Regions from separate parts of the Mus musculus genome. Here regions 1, 3, 4, 5 and 6 are each linked to region 2. Evidence: chromatin contacts called from public Hi-C and HiChIP or PLAC-seq data. All regions are on one chromosome and are shown on one strand. Each heading gives the region's core, a stretch centred on a gene start, on an enhancer-like site or on the middle of the called end of the contact. The rest is flanking DNA. Distances are from core to core; before and after follow the strand shown.

Region 1 (3,181 bases), core at 436-2,935, 470 kb before region 2:
AGCAAGGATATGATTGTGGGAAGACCACACACACCTGGGGCCCCTCACAAAATGCTAGAATAGCAATACAGTAAATGTGTATCGGCCAACATGGAGACACGTGCACCAGCCTTACACCTAATAAATCCTCCCAGCAAATCCATAGCTCTCTTTAGTCAATGAAGAAAACTTGCACAGACTATGTAAGAACTACCCCCAATTAAATTTGTGAAACTAGCAGAGATAATACATATCACAAACTGTATTTCTAAGCAACATCCTGTTGGGTATGTTCTAGATTGAATGAACTGTGTTAAAGAATTATTTATACACACACACACACACACACACACACACACACACACACACACACTAAAGAGTAAACTGTGTAGAACATGGCTGGTTTACCAGAATGGTATTTCTGAGCGGAGAAAATGAAGCCACAATCAGATCACTTCACAGACCAGAATAATTGTTGCAAGCCTATCAGTTTTTTTCCTTGTCTTGTTTATTTTCCAAGAGAAGATGTGAGCTGTTATTTTGTGGGACATATAATCAGTTCTGCAAAATGGAAAGTGCTCTGGAATTGGACTGAACAACGCTGCAAATGTTTTTCACACCACTGCCCCGTGTGTCTAAAACTGCAAGGCTGTGTTCAACTACGTCCTGAGGAAGAGCAGACCGTGCTCGGGACCTCTGAGCCAGCCCCACGTACAGAAGTGGTTCAGTTGGAAAAGCATGTCCCTTTCCAGTGCAGGAAGACGCAGAACTCACTTTCAAGTCCTGGACTAAGTGGTGTGCACTTGGAATCCCGTCACCCGGTAGTGGAGACAGGAGGATCACTGAGACTCCCTGGCTGGGAGATACTGCCTCAGAGGAGGTGGATGGTGTTTGTGAAGATGACACTCAGTGTTGTTCCCTGGCCTCCTCAGTGAACACATGCACAATTTACACACTCACACACATGCACACACACACACACACACACACACATGCACACACACACGTGCATAAAATGATAGGTGGTTTTGGGGAAAAGAATACTCTCCATGTGTAGGCAAAGTCAGAACACTGAATTTCCTCTCTCTCTCTCTCTCTCTCTCTCTCTCTCTCTCTCTCTCTCTCTCTCTCTCTCTTTGTCTCTCTCTCCCCTTTCACTTCTCCTATACCCCTGTGGTGTGTGTGTGTGATGTGTATATGTGTGTGTATGTTTATGATGTGTGCATGTGTTTGTGTATGTGTGTTTGTATGTGTATATGTATGTGTGTGATGTGTGTATATGTGCGTGTGTGATGTGTCTGTGTGTGTATATGTGTGTATGTTTATGAATGACAGTGAAAAGAGCAAAGAGTATAAAACCAATCAACCAGGAACTCAGCCAGCTGAGCCAAACAATGCACAATAACCCCGACCCAACGCCAACGGAAAGAAACACACAAGCCAGCAGAAAGGAGGAGGAAAATCAGGAGACAACGGAAGAGAGGATGGATTCTATTATACAACACTGAGACATGGCGTCTCCAAAGACTGTTGCTTTATTGAGGGACGGCCAAAGAACAGAACATAGGTAAAATATGCCATACATGCAAATCTCATTTACAGTTAAGAGAACCAACAACGTCAAGAGCCGCCCGTGAGTGAATGGGTACGACAACGGTGCCGGGTGAAGATTTAAGGCACCATGCATATGTAAGGACTTGGTGATTCAGAGCTATAATGCAGCCACAGAGGCCTCCGTTCATTACGGCAGCGTGTGTGTAAATGTGTCCAACGCAGTGAAAAAGCACCCTGTGTCCTCGGCAACAAACTTTCCATTGTTTGTGATAAAGGGCTCACTTGTGCCTGCAAGCCTGCTGAGGGTGATGCAGTTGTTCTGGGTACCCCTGAGCCCTGTGCCTGCTCTGACGTCCCTCTCTTCCCAGTACAGCAGCCATTAAAGATGCAGTACCAGTCCACCTCTCACCTCTCCCAGCTCCCTAGATGTAAGGTGACAGACTCAGTAGTGTCAGCCTAGATGTAAAAATACCAGAGCAAAGAAGCAGGGAACTCTGAGCCTTGGGAAACAGTCTCTGAGGCACAGAGCGCAGGAGGAGTTGAGCCACGCGCATGCGTGCTGACTCTGAGGGCACCTTAAAGACACCAGGAGAGAACTGGGCAGGGCAGCCTCCCTCCTTCCAATTCTAAACACCTTGGCCCTTATTTCATGTTTCTAGGCTCATTGCCTGCCCCTGCCTTTGCCATTTATGTGTACAGCAAAGACCCTCAGTGCTTGTGGCTGGAAAAGCCTCTGGTGGGATCTGTGTTGAGACGAAGGCACCTCTGTTGCCCTGTTTGTCCAGGAAATCATCTTCTGCCAAGAGGACATCGAATTTTCTTTAAAGATGGGGTAGGAAGATGATGGCTGGCAGGATCCTGGGATGGCATGCAGCCAGGCAACCATCGGAAACTATGGCATTCAGTTTTCAAGGGCCGTTGGCATGTAACAGTAATACATGGGAAGCCACCATCCCTCGGAGCCTCTAAATGCATGCACTTTCCAGAAATGATAGCTGGTGACGTCAGAAACAGCACTCCGACGAGGAAAGCCACTAATCAGAAACTTTGGCAATGCAATGGTCAATCTGAAATTGGGGGAAGGGAGTAGTCAGAGATAATTATGTGTGGGAGAATCATGGCCGAAGTATATCATACACTCATTTGACAACATCCTTAATGAAACCTATTTCTACATACAATCGATAGACCACAATTTCAGCAAGAGATCACAAAGTGATATTTTCCAGTGACTTTAGACAGGTCCATGTCGTGCTGAAATTATTTAAATATCTGTTGAGTGACCCCTCAGAAGTGACAGTCCCAGCTACCTGGGCATGTGAGATATTGCTATGGGTTATGTCATCGACATGATGATAGACAGTGGGAGCTAGGAAATCCCTTTCCTGGGAATTCTGGTCTAGAAAAAGCACTCCCTGGCCTCCACATTGGCTCCTTTAGTCTTGTCGAGGTATTCTTAGACCATTATGATCTCAATTATAGAAGGAAATGTCTACTTCAATCTTCTATGTCCCTTTCTTTTTAATGTACTGAAAAAATGTAGCACAGTACTAAAAGGCAAGCAAGCAAGCAAGCAAGCAAGCAAGCAAGGAAGCATACGTAAACACTCTTATATGTGTGGCTGAAATTTTCACCAGGCACCCAAATT
Region 2 (3,449 bases), core at 378-2,877:
TGGGGTGCCAGCTCCTCTCCAGCAGCCATCTCCCCTTAGAAGGCTTCCTACCGAACCCTGACTTCATCTCCAGTTTCCCACTTCATGTACAACCCCGTGCCTCTTCCACTGGAACCCAAGAATCCTGCCCAGAAAACTCAACACCCATGCCTCAGGCATTCCCGCACCCCCCCCCCCCATTCTCTCTGCATGGCCCTGCACTTCTGCAACTACCCACTTGTAGACTGCCAGTTCTAGTTCCCAGAGGCTGCCTAAAAGGACAAGGAGGGACCGAGCCAGTATGCCAGCATGCTTCCTGGAGCTTCAGTCCTTAGAGGAGGACTGGGCGTGCCTCCTCAGCCTCCAGTGCCTCTGGCCTGTCCCCTAAGTGTTGCTTTCCTACACCCAAACTTCCAGGGATCTCCGAGCTTCAGCCGGGCTGAGGAGAGCCCCAACATGCCTCTCCTGCTCTCCCAACCTTGCCCTGGCACCGCAAGGATCTGGAGGGTTATCTGCCAGGCAGCTGCAGCCTGGTGAGGAGGCTTGAACTTTTCCTTGTGCTCAGCGCCACCCGCCCGCCCGGGGAAGACAACAGAGGCTGCAGCCTGGGCTCGGGCAGGAGCTCCAGCTGTCTGGACAATGGGGGCCCAAGGGGCTGGGGGTAGTGGGCCTGCGCTATGCAGAGGAGACCGGGGATCGTGCTCAGGCCCCTTTCAGCCCGGAGCTGGAGAGCCGGAAGACCCCAAAGCCGGAGCGGCGGGCGCCTTGCTTTGAAAGACAGCAGCAGCCGGGCTGCGGAGATCCGCTGGCGGGAGGCGCCTTGCAGCTCGCCAGCCGAGCTGGGCGAAGAGAGGACGAGCGCCCCGGGAAGTCAGTGATGCCAGCTCCGGCCTCTCCCAGCCCGGCTGCCGGCTGAACCGAATGGCTCTTCCCGCCCCCCCTCCTCCCGGCTAAGGCACTGGGCTACGGGGCAAGCACAATCCCTAGGAGTCGCCTCGAAAGGAGTGTGTATCCGATGCACGAACCTCGGGAGGAGGCGAACCAAAGTTACCCTACTTGATGTCAGCCAGGATGTCGCTTTGCTTGCAAAAAGGCTCTGTCTTCCCTAGAATGAGCTTACACGCGCACACACACACACACACACACACACACACACACACACACACTAGCCGGCAAGAGGAGCCAGGCTCCTCTAGGATCGGAGCTGAGGGTGACCTCGCATCTGAGCTAGCCGGGTATATCTGCACGGCGGCTAGCAGAAGCCCCGCGTCCCTCCGATTGCTTCTGGCCATCACCAAGCAGGGCGATCTGAATGCAGAAAGCTGGTGGGAGCGCGCTGACTGCGGCTCACATTCCCTACCTGGGACAGCAGGACGCACAGGGTGAGCGGAGTTCTCGGCTGCATCTTGCCCGACTAGAAGAAGCGCCTGGCGGCGTTTGCATTCACACACGCGGCTGCACTGAGCATATTTTCCGTGGGAGCCAGCCTTTGAGGAGAGGCTCTGCCTCGCCAGCCAGCCAACTTCCCAAATAGATCAGCGGCAGCATCGCGAAAGCATTGGGTAGCGGCTGATGACCAGGACCAATGGCTTTACAAGACGGATTCCTTCATAACGCTCCCTCGTTTTGCATGGCAGATAGGGGCGAGCACCTCGCAGGGAGAGCCCCCTCCGAGCAAGGAGGCGGCACGTTGGCTTTTTTTTTTTTTTTTTTTTTGACTCCTGGTGCCCAGCCTCACAAATCAGGCTGGGCAATGCCAACTGATTCCACTTTCCCTAGGAACTGGAATTGCACCCGGGACCGGCAGCCACTTCTAACACATTGCGAAAAAAGATTCTCTTTATTAAAATGTTAATAAGATCCACTTTATTCCCAATAAATCACATAAAATGACCCCCGCAGCCGCAGCCCTCTATGCCCTAAGAGTCTTGCTGGTAGATTTCTTTGGCTTTGTTTTTCGTTCGCCCTCTCCCCCTCACCCCCCCCCCGCCCCCATCGGCCCCCAAAGTGGCTCAGCCACCGGTGGTGTTTGGTGTTTTTCTGCCATCACCACAAATCACAGAGTGGACAGATCAATTCTAGCTTGCAGGAAAAATCCATCAAGGAGCAATAGATTTTATTAACTGCTCAGGTGAGGGTGGGACTGGCCGACACTCCACAAGCGTGAACCAAAGCCAGAGTGAGTCATGGCTTGAGAAAATTCTGTTTTTCCCCCTTTGGATGTGACCTTTCAGAGTCCCTGAGCTATTCCCAAGGGCTCGAAACAGTGCTAGCCATGGCTCAAGGAGTCCTAGAGTTGGGGAGTGTTGGAGATTAGAGAAACAGGGACACATAAGGCGGTTCTTCCCTCGAAGAGATCTAAAGCTAAGGCAGGAAAGTCCTTATTTTCGTGCAGCTTTCTTCCTGAGAGGACTTATGGGTTTTACAATAAAAGGCATTTATCCATCTGAGATAGAAAACTTGGACCGCAAAAAAAGTTTATAAAACTAAAACGCTAACTTCCAACTACAACCGAGTTGCTGTGATTTGGACAAATGAGCTTCCTAGTAGCCAAAGCAATATGAAAAAGAAAATGAATGCCATTTTTGTTGTAGAAAATGTGTATAAGTAGCCGGGCAGTGGTGGCGCATGCCTTTAATCCCAGCACTTGGGAGGCAGAGGCAGGCAGATTTTTGAGTTCCAGGCCAGCCTGGTCTACAGAGTGAGTTCCAGGACCGCCATGACTACACAGAGAAACCCTGACTCAAAAAAACCAAACCAAACCAAACCAAACAAAACAAAAACAAAAACAAAAAAACAAAAAAAAAAAATATATAAATGAAAAAAAAGAAAGAAAGTAAAGAAAATGTGTATAAGTTACATTCAATACTGGTATCAATATATCACGTGGCATCTGTCACAGCGAGACACTGAGCAATAGGCCAGTGGGTTTGGGAAATATTTCAACTGCCAGCACAGGGCCTGGGATGATGAGACAGTGATTGGTATGTATCAAAGAGCAGATAGCTAAGTCAATCAAGAACTAGCAGACGGTAAGGAGGACCCTAGAGTCTGGAACTGAACTAGCCTGCTGACACCCCAGCTCTTTATTCAGAGCAAGTTGCCCAGACTTTGAGTCTCCATTTGTCTCCTGGCTAAAACTCCTAAGGTCACACTGCGGATTCAGCGGCACCTCGTTGAATGAGCACCTCACCCACTCAAACTGACATGCTTTCTAAAATTCCTCCCTTGTCTGCGCCTTGGCCATAAGGTCACTGCATGTGATTCTCCCCCACCCCCACCCCCCAAGGGCCTTCGTGACAATGCTTTCATGTCTGGTGCTTGGTTGTTTTAGCCAACTACACACATTACAGATAGCAATGCCATCCGGAGAGCCCACAGACGATATTGAGGAAACCACTGCCTCATCCGTTCTCATCTGATCGCCTAAATAGCGCCACCTGCCCTGAGAATTTCATAAACATGTCCTG
Region 3 (3,086 bases), core at 255-2,754, 500 kb after region 2:
TGGAAAGACAAGGCAGTATAGATGAATAATTAGATGAAAGTGTGCAGGAGTGGGTAGGTTGACTGGAAAGTGGATGGCTAATCAAATGGAATGGTGATAGGATAGGTGAGTGGATCAATGATCAGGTAGGTGGATTGTCAGATGGATAATGGATGGATGGTTGAATAGATGGATAGGTGGTAGGTGGATGAAGAACAGATGGGTTGCTGGTGATGGATATATAGACAGATGGGTAGTATATGCTGAGTACATGGGTAGATGGATGGATGGATAGATGGACAGACAGATGGACAGATGGACATCAAACACATGAATGGTGGACAGATGGGCTGGTGGACAGATAGTGGGTCAACAGACAAATGGTAGATGGATGGTGACCAGTTGGATGAAAGGTTGGGTGAATGAAGGGGGTATCAGTAGATAGTGAACACAGGAAATCAAGAAAAGCGTCACTGGTAATGATATATATGAAAATGTCAAGACAAAACTCAGTACTTTGCATGCTAATGTTAAAAATTAATTTTAAAAGTCAGATAAAAAGACTCACTGGAAAGAAGCAACATTCTTTATATTTCATCTGAGCATTCATATTGATTAAATTCATATCTCTTTTTAAAAGTGCTTTAAATTTCTTCCAAGGATATTTTTTATGGTGGTTCGTCTCAACTCTATAAAGAACAGATGCCCTAATATAAATTTTCACACACCCAATTTTCTAGTTCAGAACTTACCCACTCACAGCCATCTCTTTACCTCAGTCACCTACCCACTACCCACTTGTGTCATTTGTAATCCAACAGCTTACATCATACATATATTTTAAGCCTGTGTCTAACCGATGAGAGCTGTTAAGATATTATTTACAGTAACCATACCTAAATCTTACAATATCCAAGCAGTGTTGGATCATCTCCTAAATGCCATTACTTCACAGATTAAAGGACACTTAAGGCCTTAAGGTCAGGGCTCCTTGTTGTTGTGACTGGCTGGTATCTGTCTCTCTTAAGGCTCTGCTCAACTGTGAGTCTCTATTCTTTTCTCTGTTCCTTGCAAGTATACTCCTTGAATAATTAGTTGGTGTGTTTTAACTTAACGGAAGTTGGCGCAAACCTAATGCAAATTCTTTGCTTGCTATGTATGACTCATACAATTTATAACTCAGGGTGAAAACCAGTGCTCTGTGTGCTCTCTCAGTGTCTGCAGGCTAACGATGGAAGCTTTGATTTGTATTGTGGGAAGCATCTTCCAAATGTAAATGCCCGGAGGCCGTGGAAACAGGCGGATACATATGAAGCAAGATTAGGAATTCAAAGATGCAGGAGAAGTAAAGAGAATGGGACAGCCAGCAGCAAACACCAAGTCACTTTATAAGTCTGGAAATCCTCTGTGCCCTTTCTTCCCTGAAAATGTTTCTCTGGATTTCCGTGACGTTGACAGTGGACTCCAGATGGTCTGGCCGTGCCCTTGGAGCCACATCCAGGAGCTCCTTCACTCCACACACTGCAGTCCCGAGAGCTTCTCTCCAAAGCTCTCATCCCTTAAGGCCTCACACCTGCTGAGTGTTCTCTCTGAGTGTGTGTGTGTGTGTGTGTGTGTGTGTGTGTGTGTGTGTGTGACCTTGCCTGCTCACAAGTGGCGAACTGAGCCTGTGAATAGTTATCCCCAAGGTTAGATGTGGGCCAATTTGAAAGCAGCAGACAAAATGTACCGATGACCAGCAGGAGGACTTGGCTAGAGTTGAGAGCAAACATCAAACATGCTTCTGAGGACTCCCAGAAGAGAGAGGTCCCTTAGCAACGGGACCTCGGAGTCTAATTTAGAAATAAAGTTGGTGTTTCTGTTGGCCGGTTGCTATGTTGATTGCTTGGTCTCTTGCTGTTGCGTTTGTTTCTGGGTGGGGGGAGGGAGTTAGTGGTAGTGTTTAGACAGATTCTCACTATGTAGATCAGCCTGGCCTTGAGCTCATGATTCCCCCTGCCCCAGCCTTCTGGGAGCACAAGCACTTGCCAGCAAGCCCATCTTAGAAGTGGGGTCACTTGTGAGGACATGTCAGTTGGATGTAGAACTCTAGGGTGAACTTTGTTTTTCCAAATCACAGAGCCTGAGAACTGTGTGTGCCCTCTCTGTGAGAAACGCTGAAGCTCAGAATCAGAAAAAAAAAACAAAAAAAAAAACAAAACAAAACAAAAAAAAAACCAAAGACAGCGCTGTGCAGCACAGGAAACAACAGTGAGTAGCCAGTACTAACTGGAAAAGCTAAATGCACATTGATTACAAAACTGGAAAAGTCTAAATATGCATTCAGTATAAACAGGATAATGATCTAATTTTTTGTTAAATGGGGTAATGATCTTAATTAAAAAAAAAAATAGGGGCTGGATAGATGGCTCAGTAGTTAAGAGCACGGACTGCTCTTCCAAAGGTCCTGAGTTCAATTCCCAGCAACTACATGGTGGCTGAGAACTCACAGCCATCCACAATGTGATCTGATGCCCTTTTCTGGTGTGTCTGAAGACAGCTACAGTGTACTCATACACATTAAACAAATCTTTAAACAATTAAAAATTAATTTGAGTGGAAAAGAAAAATACCGTGGAAGGGAGCATCGTGGAGAAGGCGAATTATTTCTGAAGAATCTGTCTTATTCCAGAGACTAGCTTTTATTATAGCTACTGTTCTTTTGAGACAAGATCCCTCTGTGTGGCCCAGGCTGGTCTCAAACTTGTATTTTTCATGCTTCTGCCTTTAAAGGCAGAGATTAGACATGTGCACCGCCATTCCTGGCTACAGAGAAATCTGCAGTTAATTTTTTTTTCTTATTTTGCTGTCTTGGGTTGTTTGTGGGCATTATCATTTGAGACACCGCCTCAAGTAGCCGAGGCTAGCCTCAAACTCACTCTGTAGCTCAGATTGATCCTGAACCACTGGTCTTCCTTCCTTCAGTTCCCAAGTGCTCCTATTAAAAAACTGAATAAAAACACTTACGGGTGTATTTAAAGAAATCATGACTGGGGGCGGTAATGCATTCCTATATCCTAGCATTTGGAGGTAGAGACCGAAGGGTCAGATAAGTCCAAGGCCATTCT
Region 4 (3,131 bases), core at 354-2,853, 320 kb before region 2:
CTAAAGGGCTTCAGAAGCCAGGCAGGAGAACAGTGTTCCCTATGGGTTTCCCACCTCCAGGGGAAATGGGTTTCTCCTGTTACACATAGATCATTTAGCCATTTCAGGAACTGCTTCTCCCACACTGGGAATTGCTGTTAAGCGTGGAGGATTCCGCAGGTAAACAGAAGTCGGCTGTGAGCGCGGTCAGCATGGAATGTATATTGTTATGAAGAAAGCAGGTTGAACCAATCATTCTATAACAGAAGGTATCATGGTTGTCTGTTATGTGCAGGATATAAAATATCCCTTTCAGGCTCACACATTTGAACACTTTGTACCCTGTTTAGAAGGTTCTGGGGCCTTTGTGGGTGGCGCCTCACCAGAGGACGTGGATCATTGGTGGGTGAGCCTTGAGGTGTGACACCCTGACCCCCACTTCCTGTTCACTCTGCTTTTGAATGCAACCGGTAGTGTGCTCAGCCAGCTGCTCGCTCTTACTGTCATGGCTTTTGCTGCCATGGGTTTTGCAGACATGATGGCCAGTGTCTCCTTAGAACTACAAGCTAAAAGAAACCATTTCCACCCTTAAGGTCCAGCTCTGAGGACATCTTATCATGCTAACACACTGTCGCTTAGTCAGCCTGGCAGATTGGCCACAGGCCTCCCTTGTACGCCAAGACCTACAGATGTTTGAATCCACTATATAAGATTATGTCACATTTGCGTAACACATAGAGAGTCTCCAGCTTTCTTTCGCCTAATTGCAATATTGAGTAACATGGATATAGTTATTATGCTGTATTCTTGATGGAATTCAAACAAAATAAAAAAGCCAGTATCTATTCAGCATGCATGTCTTTTGGTTGTTTTAAATATTTTTGACCTGCAGTTAGACAAATGCATGGAAAATGTCTTGGGCACGGAGGGCAAATGCCATATAATTATAGTTGTTATTGAACAAAGAGAAAGAAGCCTATGAGAATGTCAGAGGTGGTAACTCAATGTAAACGTCAGATCCTGGGTGCAGGAGACCTCCCCTAGAGTGTGGAGGCAGAAGAGAGTTTATAAGTTTGGGATGGAGTAGAGCCACAGTTGTAGGGACAGAAACTGCCCCGGGGATGATGGTTAATCTCAATTACAAACTTAATGGAATCTAGAATCACAGGGTTTCTGGGCAAAGCTATAAGGGAATAACCTTGACTAGGTTAATTGAAGTGGGAAGACCTGGCCACTGCAGGTGGTGCCATTCCCTGAGCTGAGACACAGGACTGTAGAAAAGGTGGCCGAGGGAAACTAAGTATGGATTCGAAGTGACAAGCTGCCTCATGTTCCTGCCTCTGTGACTCCCCCACGTGAGGGACTATGGCCTCCAAATGTGAGCCAAAGAAACCCTCTCCACCCCTAATTTGGACTTCATCGTGGCAACTGGCGAACTGTTTAATACAGATGGAAAGGTGCTTCCAGTGTGGACAGGGCTCAGGGAGGTGTGAAGATTCAGCTGTGTTGTGCGGTGGAGAGTTCGGGGGGCTCTGGAAGGCAGAGACACAGTCTCAGATTCAGGACACCTGCTCGGATGTCTCAGCTGCTGCTCACGGCAGCCCCTGCCAAGGCAGAATCCAGCATGACACGCTCTGGCAGGCAAGCACCTTCCTGTATGACTGCATCCCCCCCCCACTCCCCTCTGAATCACAACAGAGAACAGAAACACTCGAACTCCAAGTGATTTGTATTGAGAACTCCCTGTAATTAAAAACCTCAGTGGACGTGTTGGCATTAGCCATTTTTTTTTTTTAAAACAGAGGGGACACATCGCAACAGACAAGCACAAAGAGCCAACCTCCTTTGTAACTTGACAAGGAAGTGCCCAGGGGATACAGAAGAGAACTCAAGTGAAACTCTGGCCTCTGTCATTCTTTCCGGAAGACATCCTTTACTGGTTCTCTGTGCCACTTTGACACTGAAGCCTGAGATGCTGCTTCCTTCCGGAGGCTTGGAAAATGACAGAGGATGCTCATGGTTGCTGTTGAGTTTCCCAGGAGACTTTGCAACATTGTTCACTGGGCACGTTTGCAGATCGGATCCTTTCTCTTACTGTCTCTAGCTTCCCATATTTCTTTCTGGCTCCTGACCCTCACTGCTACCTCCAATTCAAGTGTTCTGCTTGGAAGTCTGATGGCACCACAACTTAATCACGGCACTCACCCTCGGCCAGCTCCTGCGCAGTGTTCTGAAATCTCATGAAAAACAGGGTTGCCAGCCACCTGCCGGTTCAAGCTTGAAGCTCAACAATCCTCCTCCACTGTGCCTTGGCTCTGTTTATGAGAAATGAATTCTCCAGTAACCATCCACCACACACTCGGCATCTGCCCAGTGCTGTTCTTCATATGGTGACATCACCTCCTGGCATACTGTGACCCCCTCACCCCTGGACTCTGGAAAGCACTCTCCCTCATCTCCGACTACTCAGTTGCCTTCCCTACACACAGTCTCGACGATGCTCCAGCCAGAAGCTGTTTCTAAAAATCTTATCAATAACTTTATGGCTCAAGATTCTCAAGGAAAATGTACAAGGCACAAGCCAGTACTGTAACAACTCTGCAAGCTGTTTTTGTTCGTTTGATTTTTGTTTTGTTTGTTTGTTTGATTGATTTTTATAAAACAAAGCATGTAATTGCCACTTAACCTAGGCACTACACTTTTGGGCATTCATCTCAGGGAACAAAAATGACCGTACAAAGAAACCCCTGGACACAAATGTTCCACACTGCCTTACTGTGGTGGTTTGAATATGCTTGGCCCAGGGGGTGGCACTTTTAAGAGGGGTGGCCTTGTTGATAATAATGGATAGTGGACCTCCAAACCTGTAAGCCAGCCCCAATTAAATGTTGTCCTTTATAAGAACTGCCTTGGTCATGTTGTCTATTCATAGCAATGAACCCTAACTAAGAAAAAAGTTGGCACCAGGAACTAAGGTATTGCTGTGATAGCCCTGACCATGCTTTTGTTTGGAAGAATGTAGATTTGGGGACATTGGATTTGGAAAGCAGTGGAATGCTTTAATCGGGGCTGGCTTACAGGTTCAGAGGTCCAGTCCTTTATCATCAAGTGGGAGCAAGGCAGTATCCAGGCAGGCGTGATTCTGGAGGAGT
Region 5 (3,172 bases), core at 656-3,155, 430 kb before region 2:
TGCAGATGGGCCGTGTTTTGGCCACAGCTGTCTGGAGGCCATGGAGAACAGCAGCTTAACAGTTCAGCGACTCTGTCCACAGGCAGAGATAGCCTCGGCTAATTGTTTAGCCTCCTCACTTCCTGTCTACTGTCCTTTCCTGAGAAGAAAACCTCATGGAAGCATACCTCTAACAGTACTGGCACACTGAGTATGACTTAGATGAAACAAAGTTGGTAGGGCCTTGACACATTGCCTGGACACATGGAACACTCACTCACTCCACCCTGGTTGCTGTGGTTAGCATTTCTAATACTTGTGTATATGACTGGCTCTTCTCTTCTGAGTATGTCCAGAGCCACACTTTCCTGTCCTCTTTGCGGTAAGACAGGGCTGTGCCACATTCAGGACCAAAGGATGACAGTAAGAAATGTTATCCCTCCTATAAAACCATGTACTGGGAAGACAGATAAATCTAGAATGTTGTCCTTTTATGACACAGACCGTGCTGGCACATCACCTCATGATATTAGATGGCTCATGCTTACAGTGTCAGAAGTAGGGAACCTGAGGCAAGAGGATAGATAGCCCCACGTTCAAGACCAGCCTAAGATCCACAGTGAGACTCTATCTCAAAACAAACAAGCAATAGATATTGATGCCATCGTCTAGTGTAGCAGACTGTGTAGAACATAATTCCCGTTAGCCTACATTGATAATGTATCATGAACAAGAAATAAATCCCTGTTGTTAAGGTTGTTACACATTTAGGGAGCTGTTTGTCATAGCAGCCTAGCTTAACCCAATCTGACTCAAAATACTGTTGCCCAAGACAAGACCTTTGCTGAATCAGGTTTTAAGGTTTGCGTTTCCAAGGGTCCATGGGTCAGACTTTCCCAGACCAAAAACAAAGCAATTTGGTCATTCTTTGAGAGCAATAGTAAGCCAACCATCACGTGGTGTACAGGGAGACTCTTATCTCTGTCCAACCCAAGTAACGTTTCTCTTCCTGATGTGACAACCAAGACTTTCCTCTGTGAGGAAGCGGATTCACTCAGCTAGGTTTGCTTGGCTGAAAGAACCTTCTATAACAGTTGTTTTACGATCAAGATCCTTTTTTATAATATCACACCAGGGCTATTAAATAGACCGGAAACTACAGATCATAAAAATGTCAACAGTGAAACACTCATTTCTCTGCAGGTCGAGAAATAAAAATCAATATCTGTTAACTTACTCCTCAAGACCAGAGGGAAACAAAGGGAGATTTCAACAGATCTGTTGGTAATCTTTAGTCCAAGTTCATGAATTCATTGCTGTTGACTAGAAGGGACCTCAAAGGTCAGCATAGACATCCCATGACTGTCCAGATTAAGTTCATAGTGGCCTGTGCCAAGATATTCAGACACAGAGACAGGAAGATCATGAATTTCTAATAATACATTTTAAGAGATAACTAATGATTTTACAGCTTTTCAGAAGCCAAGAACGCTGAAATTTGTTGTGGCAAGAGCAGCATTTCTTAATAAACACTCCGAGGAGCAAGAAGCTTCCAGAACGGCCAGTGTGATATTTTAGGTAAACACAAGATTTTTTTTTCAATCAAGATTCTTGGGGGGAAAAAAAAAGTTGAAATTGGCCTAAAATATTTTGGAGAATTTTTCCAGTGGGATGGGCCTGTGGTTCTCTCTCTTTGTTTCTTTCATTTCCTTATCTGGTCTGAAACATTGATTTCGGGCTGGTGCCTGGAACCCGAGAGACACATCCTGGATGAACCGTTACTGCAGACGCTTTGTTTTCAGACTCTAAGAGATAATTGCTAGCGGCTTGCCTGCTTGAGAGACAGACGCAATGTGTCAGCTCTGCGGTCCCAGAGCTGTGTGGACCATCCACTGTAAGGTGACCAGGGTTATCGGTGGATCCAGTGGCTACAGCGAGCATTTGGGGAGAGCTGATAAGGGTGAAATGGCCCTGGGTCAGGAAGGGACAGGACAGCGGGTGCTGAAAAGAAGTGAGAGAAGCCCTTCTGAGACAAAGCATGGCCAAGAGGATGAGACTCTGGTGGCAGATTTCCCGAGAGAAAATCTCACTAAGCTCTGCAGTGTCCTACCTGACTATGCAGGGCTTTAACCTCTCCATCTGCTTCATCTGCTTCTGGTCTTTCCTTCAAAATCATGAGAACAAAGCTTTCTATCCTGTGGAGCTATATTTGTAAAGCATGTAACAAGAAAAGTATGTTAAGGTGTGCATCTCTCTCTCTCTCTCTCTCTCTCTCTCTCTCTCTCTCTCTCTCTCTCTCTGTGTGTGTGTGTGTGTGTGTGTGTGTGTGTGTGTGAGAGAGAGAGAGAGAGACAGAGACAGAGACAGAGACAGAGACAGAGACAGAGACAGAGACAGAGACAGAGACAGAGACAGACAGACAGACAGACAAGCTGAGAGAGAGACAGAGAAGCTGGGAGAAAGAGAGACAGAAACAGAGAAGCTGAGAGAGAGAGAGAGACAGACAGACAGACAGACAGACAGAGAAGCTGAGAGAGAGAGACAGAGAAGCTGAGAGAAAGAGAGACAGAGACAGAGAAGCTGAGAGAGAGAGAGACAGACAGACAGAGAAGCTGAGAGAGAGAGACAGAGAAGCTGAGAGAAAGAGACAGAAACAGAGAAGCTGAGAGAGAGAGAGAGAGACAGACAGAGAAGCTGAGAGAGAGACGGAGACAGAGAAGCTGAGAGAAAGAGAGACAGAGACAGAGAAGCTGAGAGAGAGAGAAGCTGAGAGACAGAGAAGCTGAGAGAAAGAGAGACAGAAACAGAGAAGCTGAGAGAGAGAGAAGCTGAGAGACGAGAAGCTGAGAGAGAGACAGAGAAGCTGAGAGAGAGACAGAGAAACTGAGAGAGAGACAGAAACAGAGAAGCTGAGAGAGAGAGAGAGAGAAAGAGAGAGAGAGAGAGAGAGAGAGAGAGAGAGAGAGAGAGAGAGAGAGAACGAGAACATAGAACACCTCAGGTGGCATTCTTCCTCAGAGCATACCTACGTTGTTTGAGACAGGGTCTCTCCCTGAACCAGGAGCTCAGCCACCGGCCTTGCCTGGGTGGGCCGCAAGCCCTAGGGAATCTTCCCCTTCCCAGCACTGGGACTGTAGCCATGTGCTAGGATGCCAGCTTTCTTACATGCATTCTGAGGATTGAACTCGGGCCC
Region 6 (3,431 bases), core at 419-2,918, 260 kb before region 2:
ACGTTTCCAGTGATGATAGGATTCGTCTTAATAATATATTTTATTTAACTTTGTGTAGTCACAAATCGTCATTTTATATGATATAGAAACTATTCATGTGATTTAAAAAGAAAAATCCTGGTCTATGCTAGGTCTCTGAAGCCTGGTGTGTGTTTTATGTTCACCCTACATCCCAGGATGGCAGCCATCCTTCAAGATCTTAAGAGTCCTATGTGTTTCACTGGGTTAGACGGTGTATTTGGGAGACAGTGGGCATGGCTGAGGTCCACAGAGAGGCCATGCTGTTCCTAGCACATCAGTGGTATGAAGCGGCCATGTACTTAAAGGCTAGCTATAGAGATGTCCAGGAAACTCTCAGGCTCTGGTGTCATAAGCTCTTGCCCAGTAGGAAAAGTACTTGGTTCAGACCTGGCAAGAAAGGCCAACCCAATCCTAAAATAATGAGGTTGCTCTTCCTATGTGACAGAAAGCCACCATATCACTTCAAACCAAGTATCTCCTCTGCAACAGCCAAGACTGAAAACTGGACTTTGTAATACAGTGATCCCACTGGCACGCTGGCAGTAATTAAAGAACACAGTTCACCTGAGCCTAGGCTTCCCAGTTTGGTTACTCTGTATAAACACTGCCTTTCAGGGCCAACAAACAAAACCAAAAAAAAAAAAAAAAACCAATAATAAACAAAAACAAAACAAGCCAACCAAGAAAACCAGCATGTTATTAACATTTTCTTTCAAGGCTGAGGTCCTATTAAAAATTGCCTCCATCCATCTCTGCACTTCTCTTATTTTTAAGTCATATCTACCAAAACTGCAGAGGCCAACACATATGATTCATATCACTTCTGAAACACATTAAATATATATGAAGGATTTTCCTCCAGGTCTTCATCTGGCTTTGAAGACTGTAAAGTGTCTCTCTCTTCCTGCTTTCTTGTTAGTTTGCATGAACCTTTGAGGTTGGGTTGGTCATGTCTAAACTTACAATAACTCTGGATAGCTGTCTGGATCCATCTTGTCCCCTCTCATTCATCAATAACAAATTTCTTAGACAATTCCCAGGGAAAGTGTTCAGAGAAACAACTTGTCCCCAGCTTGCAGATTTCCTCGGCTTTGTCTGGCAGAGCCAAGTGCGGAAATCTGTTCAGCAATTACTCTATTAAGCTCAATATCTGTGAAAAATAATTATCATATTTGACACCGGTATAAAATGCCAGCATTCTAAATAGAAAGAGCTGAAGGGTTACCAGATTCAAATTCCCAGAACCGCCTGAGTGCTTTTAGTAATTTGGAAAATTCAGTCAACATATTGTTGCACTGGAAAAAAAAAATAAAATGAAATGTACTGAGTTTTTCAATTAGGGTTTTTCTTTTCTAGCTATTTTTAATTCAATACTAAATGACAGAAAAACTTGTAGTGATTTCTCAATGTGTTTTAGATTTCTCTTGCCCAAACCTTCTTTCTGGTAGGTAATAAAATAACAAGGGAATAGTTTGTATACTGAAATGACTCTTTTCACCCCTTAAAACGACCATGAAGTGACATGACTTACTATTGTAACCAGAAAATGTCACTTGCCAAAAATACTTTCCCCATAAGAGCCATGCACGGGGCAGGAAACACAGCCCTCAGAAAAACCTTTGTGAGGGGCCTCTTTGTTCAGGGAACGTGGATAGGGTTTTAGAAACAGGCAAATGTCAGGCAGAACTAATCTTTCTGAATAAGTTAAGTGAGATGTGGGTGTGCCGGCACGAAAGCTATGTGTATTTGAGAAAGCATCAATAGTACTGACAGTGAATTCTTGCCTGGGGTTTTCTGTCTGTCCCGAGGCGTCACGGGTGTCCACTGTGATCCTGAGGACTTCAAGAGAGAAGGTTCCCATCACCTCCAAGTCTCAGTTAAAAAAAAAAAATCAGAGCACAGAGAGGCTAAGTAGCTTGCCCAGAGCCACAAGCTCACAAGGGGAGAGCTGAGATTTGTAGGGAAGCAATGGGGGGGGGGGGACCACATTATTTCAGTGTTAGCCTCACAGTCAGTCTTAGCCACCTGAGCCAACAGCTGCCTGAAAGGGATCAAAATTGCACTGAGCAGCAGCGAGCCCCCAAAGCCACACTGTGCATCATCTGAACTTATAGGGAGAGGCAGGGACCAAGTAACTCCCAAGGCACAGTGTGCAGCTTTGAGATGCACGTGTGCCTGTCTGTAGACACACATACCCATGCTTACAGATGTACACACTCACTGGCCTGGTGATTTTTAGTGTCGCATCCTCAGGTTCCTCACCATGCTGCTTAGTCATAGATGAGCCCAAAGAATGGCTTGTATGACTCACGGTATTCCCTGGTTCTACTTAAAAGAACCCCACCCCATGCTACCCACCCCCACCCCCGCCTCTCTGTGTGTGTGTGTGTATGTGTGTAATAGTATCTCTTGCTTTGAAATTCAGGCTGGCTTCAAATTTGTGATCTTGCCTCTGTCTCCACTGCACTGGGATTTCAAGTATATGTCAACTGGGCTTGGTTGGAGGAAATTTTCTAGTGTCAAAAGAGAAATCATGTCTGACTGCCCATTAGCAGCTACAGCAATGGAACAAAGTCCTTGACGTGACTCTCTAGAAGACCCAAGGCCGTGAGGAATCTGCCATAGTATCCATCCATTTGACTTCTTATGATGCTCACTAGGTGCAGGGGATCTGAGACAAGGACACAAAAGCCCTTAAGTCTCAGCCTTGCAGAGATGCCAAGGATCTACAATAAGACTCTGTAAAGTTTCTAAGAGGCACCTAAAGATAAGTTTGGTTTAAAAAGATGCTGGCATCAACAAAACCAGTACTTTCTTGGAGGAACATTCCTTGTATCCAAGAATTACAAGGGGTGGGAGAAGGCAAGAGAGAACAAGTGAATGAGCACCGACCTTCCAACGGATCTTCCAAGTAAGCCCAGCTTGGGATGTATCTCCTTCAGAAACTCAATGAAGCCATGTTACTTATTACTGCCTTAGGGTTGAGGCAACCCCAAGTTAAAAGCAAGTCCCCAACATTAATATTGGCTAAACAACAAAACACGCTATGAGAAGCCTTCTCTTTTCAATCTTACATCACCATGATTTTTCCCTTTTGGGATTCAAATACTTAGCTTTCCTCCAGATAGAGAAGTGTCTGACTCACAGTTTTGCTAAAGGGCAGATAGGGCAGCTGCCTATGCACCCCATGGGCTCCCTTTAAGGATGGAATCGATTTCACTGTTTGAAGTGGCACAACTCGCATCTGCTGATGGCTCTATGACTGAGACATGAGATCCTAAAGAGGGGTTAGAAGATCTTTCTTCAGGGACCTTGCCTCAGTTTAATATAACTGCACGGGGATTATAAAGGAAGACGCCTTAGCCAAGGCATGCTAATGCAAGTCTACATTCCAGATATCGTGGCAGGAG

What was found. Hi-C and Micro-C count contacts between places; a contact is called where the count stands out from the background. HiChIP or PLAC-seq counts read pairs in DNA pulled down with a chosen protein or histone mark.
Region 1: a contact with region 2 is called in an H3K4me3 HiChIP or PLAC-seq map of forebrain, with 5 times the contacts expected there. The contact joins the enhancer-like site here to the promoter of Cdh13 in region 2. A contact is called at or near these places in 1 of 484 Hi-C or Micro-C datasets (embryonic stem cells), 9 of 115 datasets of contacts at active chromatin or transcription factors (cardiomyocytes, embryonic basal ganglia, embryonic forebrain and 6 more) and 1 of 9 other capture datasets (embryonic stem cells).
Region 3: a contact with region 2 is called in an H3K27ac HiChIP or PLAC-seq map of neural progenitor cells, with 5 times the contacts expected there. The contact joins the enhancer-like site here to the promoter of Cdh13 in region 2. A contact is called at or near these places in 1 of 39 promoter capture datasets (hippocampal neurons), 14 of 484 Hi-C or Micro-C datasets (the HL-1 cell line, cerebral cortex, cortical neurons and 7 more) and 9 of 115 datasets of contacts at active chromatin or transcription factors (SST interneurons, embryonic basal ganglia, embryonic forebrain and 5 more).
Region 4: a contact with region 2 is called in a Hi-C map of muscle stem cells, with 4 times the contacts expected there. The contact joins the enhancer-like site here to the promoter of Cdh13 in region 2. A contact is called at or near these places in 1 of 39 promoter capture datasets (hippocampal neurons), 8 of 484 Hi-C or Micro-C datasets (cerebellar granule neurons, cerebral cortex, cortical neurons and 4 more), 10 of 115 datasets of contacts at active chromatin or transcription factors (SST interneurons, astrocytes, embryonic forebrain and 6 more) and 2 of 9 other capture datasets (adipose tissue and embryonic stem cells).
Region 5: a contact with region 2 is called in an H3K27ac HiChIP or PLAC-seq map of heart atrium, with 8 times the contacts expected there. The contact joins the enhancer-like site here to the promoter of Cdh13 in region 2. A contact is called at or near these places in 1 of 39 promoter capture datasets (liver), 17 of 484 Hi-C or Micro-C datasets (the HL-1 cell line, cardiomyocytes, cerebral cortex and 8 more), 10 of 115 datasets of contacts at active chromatin or transcription factors (SST interneurons, cardiomyocytes, embryonic basal ganglia and 6 more) and 1 of 9 other capture datasets (embryonic stem cells).
Region 6: a Hi-C map of muscle stem cells shows a contact between it and region 2, with 2.2 times the contacts expected there. The contact joins the enhancer-like site here to the promoter of Cdh13 in region 2. A contact is called at or near these places in 6 of 484 Hi-C or Micro-C datasets (cortical neurons, embryonic fibroblasts, embryonic stem cells and 3 more), 5 of 115 datasets of contacts at active chromatin or transcription factors (embryonic basal ganglia, embryonic forebrain, embryonic midbrain and 2 more) and 1 of 9 other capture datasets (embryonic stem cells).

What each region holds. Positions count from the first base shown.
Region 1 is chr8:118,752,510-118,755,690 of GRCm38.p6, reverse strand. The region is part of intron 3 of Cdh13 (cadherin 13); the gene reads right to left. Among named protein-coding and RNA genes, the nearest start is that of Gm31893, 300 kb to the left of the region's middle. Within about 2 kb of position 1,685, at least 32 of the 459 cell types and tissues checked have an H3K27ac peak or open chromatin away from gene starts, as enhancers often do. A contact at or near this core is called in forebrain and neural progenitor cells, where this site is marked.
Region 2 is chr8:118,281,789-118,285,237 of GRCm38.p6, reverse strand. Cdh13 (cadherin 13) reads right to left here and starts at 1,627. Exons shown (of 14, transcript NM_019707.5): 1 at 1,340-1,627. The coding sequence starts at 1,384. All of the region lies in intron 2 of Gm51555 (a long non-coding RNA gene), which reads left to right.
Region 3 is chr8:117,777,624-117,780,709 of GRCm38.p6, reverse strand. No RefSeq gene overlaps it. Among named protein-coding and RNA genes, the nearest start is that of Gm39261, 2.7 kb to the right of the region's middle. Within about 2 kb of position 1,504, at least 16 of the 459 cell types and tissues checked have an H3K27ac peak or open chromatin away from gene starts, as enhancers often do. A contact at or near this core is called in neural progenitor cells and uterus, where this site is marked.
Region 4 is chr8:118,600,768-118,603,898 of GRCm38.p6, reverse strand. The region is part of intron 2 of Cdh13 (cadherin 13); the gene reads right to left. Among named protein-coding and RNA genes, the nearest start is that of Gm24035, 180 kb to the right of the region's middle. Within about 2 kb of position 1,603, at least 9 of the 459 cell types and tissues checked have an H3K27ac peak or open chromatin away from gene starts, as enhancers often do. A contact at or near this core is called in muscle stem cells and neural progenitor cells, where this site is marked.
Region 5 is chr8:118,712,009-118,715,180 of GRCm38.p6, reverse strand. The region is part of intron 3 of Cdh13 (cadherin 13); the gene reads right to left. Among named protein-coding and RNA genes, the nearest start is that of Gm24035, 290 kb to the right of the region's middle. Within about 2 kb of position 1,905, at least 18 of the 459 cell types and tissues checked have an H3K27ac peak or open chromatin away from gene starts, as enhancers often do. A contact at or near this core is called in heart atrium, where this site is marked.
Region 6 is chr8:118,537,883-118,541,313 of GRCm38.p6, reverse strand. The region is part of intron 2 of Cdh13 (cadherin 13); the gene reads right to left. Among named protein-coding and RNA genes, the nearest start is that of Gm24035, 110 kb to the right of the region's middle. Within about 2 kb of position 1,668, at least 11 of the 459 cell types and tissues checked have an H3K27ac peak or open chromatin away from gene starts, as enhancers often do. A contact at or near this core is called in muscle stem cells, where this site is marked.